2 separate regions of the Sus scrofa genome follow, and region 1 is linked to region 2. A link is a contact called in public Hi-C data. All regions are on one chromosome and are shown on one strand. The core of a region is the stretch at or near the end of the contact, and the rest is flanking DNA. Distances in the headings are between cores, read along the strand shown.

What was found. Hi-C and Micro-C count contacts between places; a contact is called where the count stands out from the background.
Region 1: a Hi-C map of liver shows a contact between it and region 2, with 3 times the contacts expected there. The contact joins the enhancer-like site here to the promoter of ZNF367 in region 2. A contact is called at or near these places in 1 of 5 promoter capture datasets (liver) and 5 of 47 Hi-C or Micro-C datasets (embryonic fibroblasts, heart right ventricle, liver and 1 more).

Annotation. Positions count from the first base shown.
Region 1 is chr10:25,778,351-25,781,810 of Sscrofa11.1, reverse strand. SLC35D2 (solute carrier family 35 member D2) reads right to left here. Exons shown (of 10, transcript NM_001244362.1): 7 at 2,796-2,863. Among named protein-coding and RNA genes, the nearest start is that of SLC35D2, 42 kb to the right of the region's middle. Within about 2 kb of position 1,545, at least 2 of the 83 cell types and tissues checked have an H3K27ac peak or open chromatin away from gene starts, as enhancers often do. A contact at or near this core is called in liver, where this site is marked.
Region 2 is chr10:25,706,240-25,709,903 of Sscrofa11.1, reverse strand. It overlaps ZNF367 (zinc finger protein 367), which reads right to left and starts at 2,193. Exons shown (of 5, transcript XM_021064593.1): 1 at 1,399-2,193. The coding sequence starts at 1,806.

The DNA.
Region 1 (3,460 bases), core at 296-2,795, 73 kb before region 2:
CGTCAAAAATGCCAACCTCCACGTGACAGTTTTGATTTTAGCATCTGTGGATTACAAAGATGCAAACAGGAGTTCCCATCCTGGCTCAGCGGTTAACGAATCCAGCTAGGAACCATGAGGTTGTGGGTTCGATCTCTGGCCTTGCTCAGTGGGTTAAGGATCCGGCATTGCTGTGAGCAGTGGTGTAGGTTGCAGACGCAGCTCGGATCCCACGTTGCTGTGGCTCTGGCATAGGCCGGCGGCTACAGCTCCAATTCGACCCCTAGCCTGGGACTCTCCATATGCTGCAGGAGCGGCCCTAGAAATGGCAAAAAGACAAAAAAAAAATAAATAAAATAAAATAAAAAATTAAATTAAATTTAAAAACACAAAGATATTACCAAGGATGTGGGGGAGTGGAATAGCCTGGGAGTTTTGGGTTAGTAGATGCAAACTATTGCATTTGGAGTGCATAAGCAATGAGATCCTGCTGTATAGTACAGGGAACTGTATCCAGTCACTTGTGATGCAGCATGATGGAAGATAATATAAAAAAAAGAATGTATGTATATGTATAACTGGGTCACTTTGCTATACAGCAGAAATTGACAGAACACTGTAAATCAACTTTAATAAAAAAAAAATAAAATGTAAACTCCCAGACAAAAATAAATAAAAATAAAATAATTTTTAAAAGCATTGCTGAATGCTCAGTAGCTTTGTGCCCTTCTATACTCTTTAAAATCGTACTTATCATCTGAGTACCTTTGAAAAATAATGGCACATACAAATGACACACATTTATTCTGACAACAGATGCCAGCTGGTGTTTTGGCTTATAAGGGCCTCAAGGGATGGCGGTGCCCATGTGGAAACCCCTGGACCAGAACCCTTGTTCAAAGGTTTCTTCCTGTTTCTGAAAATAACACCAAAAAAATAACTGATTAACCCAAAGCTGGATGGCACACTCATGGCAGTCACAAGCAGAACTCAAAGGCCCTTGTTGCTCGTTACCATTCCATGTACAAGCATATAAAAGAAATCCAACACAAATGTTCAGATAATAAAAGGCCACGTGAATACTCCCACCAACCACATTTTTCTCTCATTTCAGATTTCAAAGGCTTTTAAGTAATCTCATCTTGCTCATCTCTGCTAAGAATTCACTCTCATCCAAGACCTCAGTGGTGTGCCAAGGAAGCCAGAGCCATGGGATAAAAATGATTCATTCTCCTGGAACATCCATTTTACACTATAATTTGGGGTGTTGGAAAATGATGGGCGTGTCTGCACTCTGAAGTCTCTGTCACCCCTTTACTCAAGCAATGAGCAGAAGCCTGGTTTGTCTTGGACCCTACGTCTTGGCAGTAACAATAAAGGTTCAAAGAACAGAACCTTTTTTTATGCTGAGAGTGGGGAAATTGATACTTTTGTGTTTCTATTAAGGAATATATTACTGCTTCATTGGAATCAAAGAGGCTGCTACTGGGGCAGAAACATTAGGATAATTGCCTCCAGGGCCTGGGAGCTGGTGCCAGCTGCTGGTGTGAATGAACCAGAACCTATCTGTCGTTTCTTGGCAAGATTCAAAAGACTAGCAGAGCTGGCTTTTTTAAATCGAGTTTGTCAACTTCAATGTCACTTATTTTACCTTTGCCCGCATTAAATTATCACGGCTCCCACAATCCAGTTTACCTGACCGATCCAATTTCATCTCATTATAGATAGGCTTTGTTTACAAACTCTTAATTACAAACAGCATTTCTTAAAGCTGAGTCCTTCCCCATACCTCAAAAGTCTGCCTTTTTCACCATTTCACTGGCATCTTCACATACATTTTTAAAGGGTCATAATTTTTAAATTATATTTTCAACTACGGATAAAGGTTTGGTGGTCAGAAAAAAACAAGACTGAAATGCAAACTTGAAAGCAGTGAAAATAAGAAAGGAGCTGAGAGAAGAGTCCTATGGAGTCAAGGGTTGGGATGTGCACACGTTACCCTGAGGCATTCCTTGAGCACAAATCACAGAGAGAGGACAGCTCAAGTCCAGTGGCAGCTGGTCTGAAAGCCAAGGATGTGCTCAGAAGCTCGCAATGGCTTCGATCACTGTGACTGGTAACCATGAGGCTGCAGGTTTGATCCCTGGCCTTGCTCAGTGGGTTAAGGATCCGGTATTGCTATGAGCTGTGGTGTAGGTTGCAGACTCTACTCGGATCCTGCATTGCTGTGTCTCTAGCATAGGCCGGCGGCTACAGCTCCAATTAGACCCCTAGTTTGGGAACCTTCATATGCCAAGGGAGCAGCCCTAGAAAAGGCACAAAGACAAAAAAAAAAAAAAAAAAGACACAAGCTGTATAGCCTCTCAATGGGAAGGTATACCTAAGGAAAATTCTAAGAAAAGCCTAAAATTATTGGGCAAGATAATGGGCCTCACCATCTCTTCTCAGAAAACACTCTGGGAATAACAGGGACAACACTACAGAAAGTGTGTTGTTATTTCCACAACCTTATGTGAGGGAAAGATCTCAGGAAACTTGGGACATTGTGACAAAGACAAAAAGCACATTCAAATTGGATAGGTAGCTGACTTCAGTTCAAATTAACTTTCAGAAGTCAATAGGCAACATCCTATTTTGGAGCTCACATGTAGCATAGGGTCCCATCAACTTACTCTTCTGGAAAGGAGGGGTACTTTCCCGAAAAAGTCAGAGAAAACACAAGCAAAGGGATTTTACCAGGGTAGACAGAGTGCATATTTTGATTTGACTTGTCAAGAGATACCATAGACAAACGCTTCTCATCTATGGTTTCTTACCCCAAAAAGCAGGAAAGAAGAAACTGTATGATAAATAGAACATTCTTCCATTGGTTGAATTCAGTGGCCTATCATCAAAAAGAAAACTAATGGTTAGATTAATAACACTGGTTTTATCAATTTGTACAGGCTAGAACAGGAACCACTTTTCCAAACAGAAAATGCAGTTTCAAAATTCCTGGGTAAGGATTTCCCACTGTAGCTCAGCTATAACAAACCCAACTAGGATCCATGAGGATGTAGGTTCAATCCCTGGCCTCACTCAGTGGGTTAAGGATCCAGCATTGCCACAAGCTGTGGTGTAGGTTGCAATAGACCTGGAGTTGCTGTGGCTGTCTGTGATGGAAGCTGGCAGCTGAAGCTCCAATTTGATCCCTAGCCTGGGAACTTCCATATGCTACAGGTGCAGCCCTAAAAAGAAAAACAAAAAAATCTTGGAGTTCCTGTCGTGGCTCAGTGGTTAACGAATCCGACTAGGAACTATGAGGTTGTAGGTTTGATCCATGGCCTTGCTCAGTGGGTTGGGGATCCGGCGTTGCCATTAGCTGTGGTGTAGGTTGCAGATGCGGCTCACAGCAACGCCAGATCCTTAACCCACTGAGCAAGGCCGGGGATCGAACCTGCATCCTCATGGATACAAGTCAGGTTTGTTCCATGAGCTGCGA
Region 2 (3,664 bases), core at 944-3,443:
TGTAAATACGTTAACACACACACACAAAATATCTAGGATACTCAGCCATCTCACTAAGGACTGCCTAGAGAAGGCACAATGTGTTTACAAACAGCGCTATTATGAGTATTTCTAACGCTTGTGCTTTCAAATTTTTACTGAAGTGCAGCTTCAGCGTTGAAGTGTGTCAGGCACATGGTTTTATAATTTTCTGTTTCTTCAATAACAATGACATTAGTAACAAAGTGTCTCAATTTCCTCTGGGCTCCAAACAGAGTTTCAACATCTTTGCTCTTGCGTGTAAAATGATAACCTAACTTGTTTCAATTTATACAGTATATAGATGTACTTATTCCAAGATGACTTGTTTTTCACCTTTAGCAAACTGCTCATCTTATACAGCCATTTAACAATTTGAGCCTGAATATTAACCTTATATTAGCAGCATTCATTACACAAATACTTAAGTGAGCACATTTATTGAGCATTTACAGAGTGCAAGGTATTAAAGTCGAGTAAGTCCACCAGAAAGAAATAAACCCGGCACTCCCTGAGCTTACAGCCTATAGAGGTAAGTATATGTCAGCAGACAGACTCTCCCAAAACACGCTCAGGTCTAGGAGTCACAAAACTTCCACTATAATCCCAGCACTCACTCTATCTAGCTGTGTACCTTGGGGAGCTCCCTTCACCAATCCCTCTAAGCCTCAGTTGCCCGATTTCTTAACTGTAGGTTTGTACCAGGTAGTCACATCCTTCCCAGCTCTAAACCGGTAAGATTTCGAGCAATTCCAGGTCTGTGACAACAGCGTCCCATTCCACTGCGTGCTCTCAGAACCTAGCAAAGTTGTACGCTGGATGCATGAAACAACACAGCGAGGGCTCAATTCCCGCTGGGGAGGAATCCCCTAAATCCCCTCTTTTTCTTCGGCCATCTCAGCAAAGCATCTTTAGCAGGGTCGGGGTATCTGCGGTGATGAAGCAGAAACTGGGCAACCTGTCCCTTCCCTCACCCAGAGGAACAGTTCAAGGCCCGCGGCCCTTCTCTCCCACTTCCGCCAGAGCGGACCAAGCGGACTGCCGTACTACTGGCAGAGCCACTTGGCCGCGTTACTCCGCGACCCCAGGCCGCGCGCCAACCCAGTGCACCAGCGGACCAGTGGCTTCGGGTCTACTGGGCCTCCCCACCCCCTCTGGCCGGTGTCATGTGACTGAAGCCCCGCCCCCAGGAGCAATTTTTTGGCGCGCGGCAGTGACGTCAGCGTCCTGTCACCCGCCCCCGCCCCGCCGCCGCGGAGCAACCTCGCGTTTTAAACTCGGCCCCGCCCCACCCGCCGAGTCCGCGGGCGCTGCCGGCTGTCCGGCCGCGCCGTTAACGGGCCCTCGCCGCCCCGCGCCCCGCCAGCCGGTGCCGCTTACCTTGAGGTGGCCACTGTCCGGGCTGCTCGCTTCCTCCTCGTCCTCACCTCCCGAGGCGGCGGCGGCCGAGGGGGTGGGCAGGGGCGCGCCCCGGCCCCGAAGCCCCGAGTGCTCGGCGACCGCAGGCAGGGCAGCCGAGGCGGCGCCCCCGGCAGCCCCGGGGCTGAGCGTCACGTTGTGCGCGTTCTCACCCCAGCGCCACGGGTACACCATGAAGTCGCTGAAGCCAGGGCTGGTGGGGATGAGAGGCGGCGGCGGCTCCGGCTCCCCTCCGCCGCCGCATGTGGGCTTGATCGGGGTCGTCCTAATGACCGACACCAGCACCCGCTTCGGGGAGTCCTGGCAGAAGATGACGGGCGGCGGCTGCGGCGGGTTGTCCGCCATTGGCGCCTCCACACCCCGGATCATTGCCCGACCCGGATCCGCAGCCCCAGCGGCCGTGGGCCACACTCCCTGAGCTCGGGTCTGGCCCTTCGCTCCGCTAGCCCGCGCTGCTCCGAGTTGCCGGCTCTCAGTCCCGCCGGCTCATGGCAGGCGGACGTTTCCTGGAACCTTCCTGCGCCGCGGCCAACGAAAGAGCGGAACGGCTCGGTTGGCACCAGGCGGCCGGAGCTGGACCCCAACCCTGGGTCAGGCCGGTCCTCCGCTCTTCGTACCCCAACGCAGGCTGCAGCCGCGGGAAGCAGCAGGCGGCCCGCGTTGCGATGACAGGAAAGCAGGACGCGAGGCGCTGAGCCCCCGAAAATAACAACCTGCCGCCGGGGTCCCTGCTCCAGTTTTTCCCGCGTTACATTTCGCGCCTGGGCGGGGCCAATCACCGCGAAGCCTCTGCCCGCTGGTCGCGGCGGAGAGTGACAGGTCGCTCGAGCCAATGGCCGGGCCTGGACCCCTTTCCAGCCAGAGCGGGGTGGAGCCGGATCTGTGCGCGGGTCCTTTCTGCCACGCCATTGGTCGCCGCTCTTGTATTTTTTTTCTGCCAAAAGGGCCAACAAGCGTTCGAAGCTCCGCGGGAGCGCGCGACGTCTGAACTTGCCAGGACACACCCTCCAGGGTCCCGCCCCGCCAGTCCTCGGAGCGGGTCGTCGAGGTGGGAGGTGCGGGGCCATGGGCGGGGGCGGGCGTCAGGAGTGTTGCCGATTGGAGAGGTGTCGGCGAGGGGCGGAGACAGGGGCGGTCGTTGGCCCGCAGGGGCGCGCGTTCACCGGCCCCACCCGCTGGTGGCTGTTGGTCAGCGGTTCCCGCGCGGCTGGGAATTTAAAGGGCTGGGGCCCAGGCAGCCCGCCCCGCCCCCGGCTCCCGCCACCCGCTTCTGGGGCATCGAGGCCTTCCTCCTGCAATTTCTAGTGGACACCCAGAGGTGCCGACTTTCTTAATGGCTCCCGTCTGCCCAGCTCTTGGGCTCGCTGTGAATTGACCCTCTCCGCACCCTCGATTCGCCCCGAGGCTGAAGCGGTCATCGGTCCCAGCCTTCGGCTTCCCGGACCTCGGTTTCCCAACTGTGCAAAATGGGGTAGTTAGGGAAGTCGTCTCTGAGGTCCCCGAGTGCTGCTCGCCGCTCAGAGGGGACACGAACGCAGGCGTGTGTGTGTGTGTCCGTGGTCACCCCCGGCACAGATACCCGAAAGACCCCGAGGACTCCCCGTCCCCGCGCCGTGGTTCCTCACCCAGTCTGGGGCGCACCTTCATCCCCGAATCTGCAAGGGCGTGGAGATGTGAGTGCCCGGAGGACCTCACCCCACATTGAAAGGACCTTGAACAAGCCGGCGAATCCAGCTCTGACAGTCACCCACCGAGGGCCAGCGTGGGGCTCGGAAGCACAGCACAGCAGACGATGGGGCAAATGGCATGCCCAGCCTCACATTCACTAGAAATGTGAAAGAAGTGACTGTGCCTTGTTTTTTACTGTATTGCCAGGGCCTAGTCTGACACATGGCAGGCCTTCAATAAATATTTGTTGAATAAGTCAATGAATATCCAGTATTTAAGTGTTAGAATTGGTGATTAAGAGCAGAATATTTCTCTCTCGCTCTCCCCTTTCCCCCTTCCTCTCTACCCCTCTCTCCCTTCCCCCTCTTTATCAAATACACACACTCAGCTATGCCACAACTGTTTAAAAACAAACTTAACTTGTATAAACAAGTGTGCTTTTTTTCACGTTAAAAAAAAAAAGATGGAAAGGAATTCTCTTGTGGCGCAGGGGGTTAAGGATCCCGCGTTGTCACTGCAGCGGCTTGGGACGCTGCTGTGGCACCGGTGAGATCCCTGG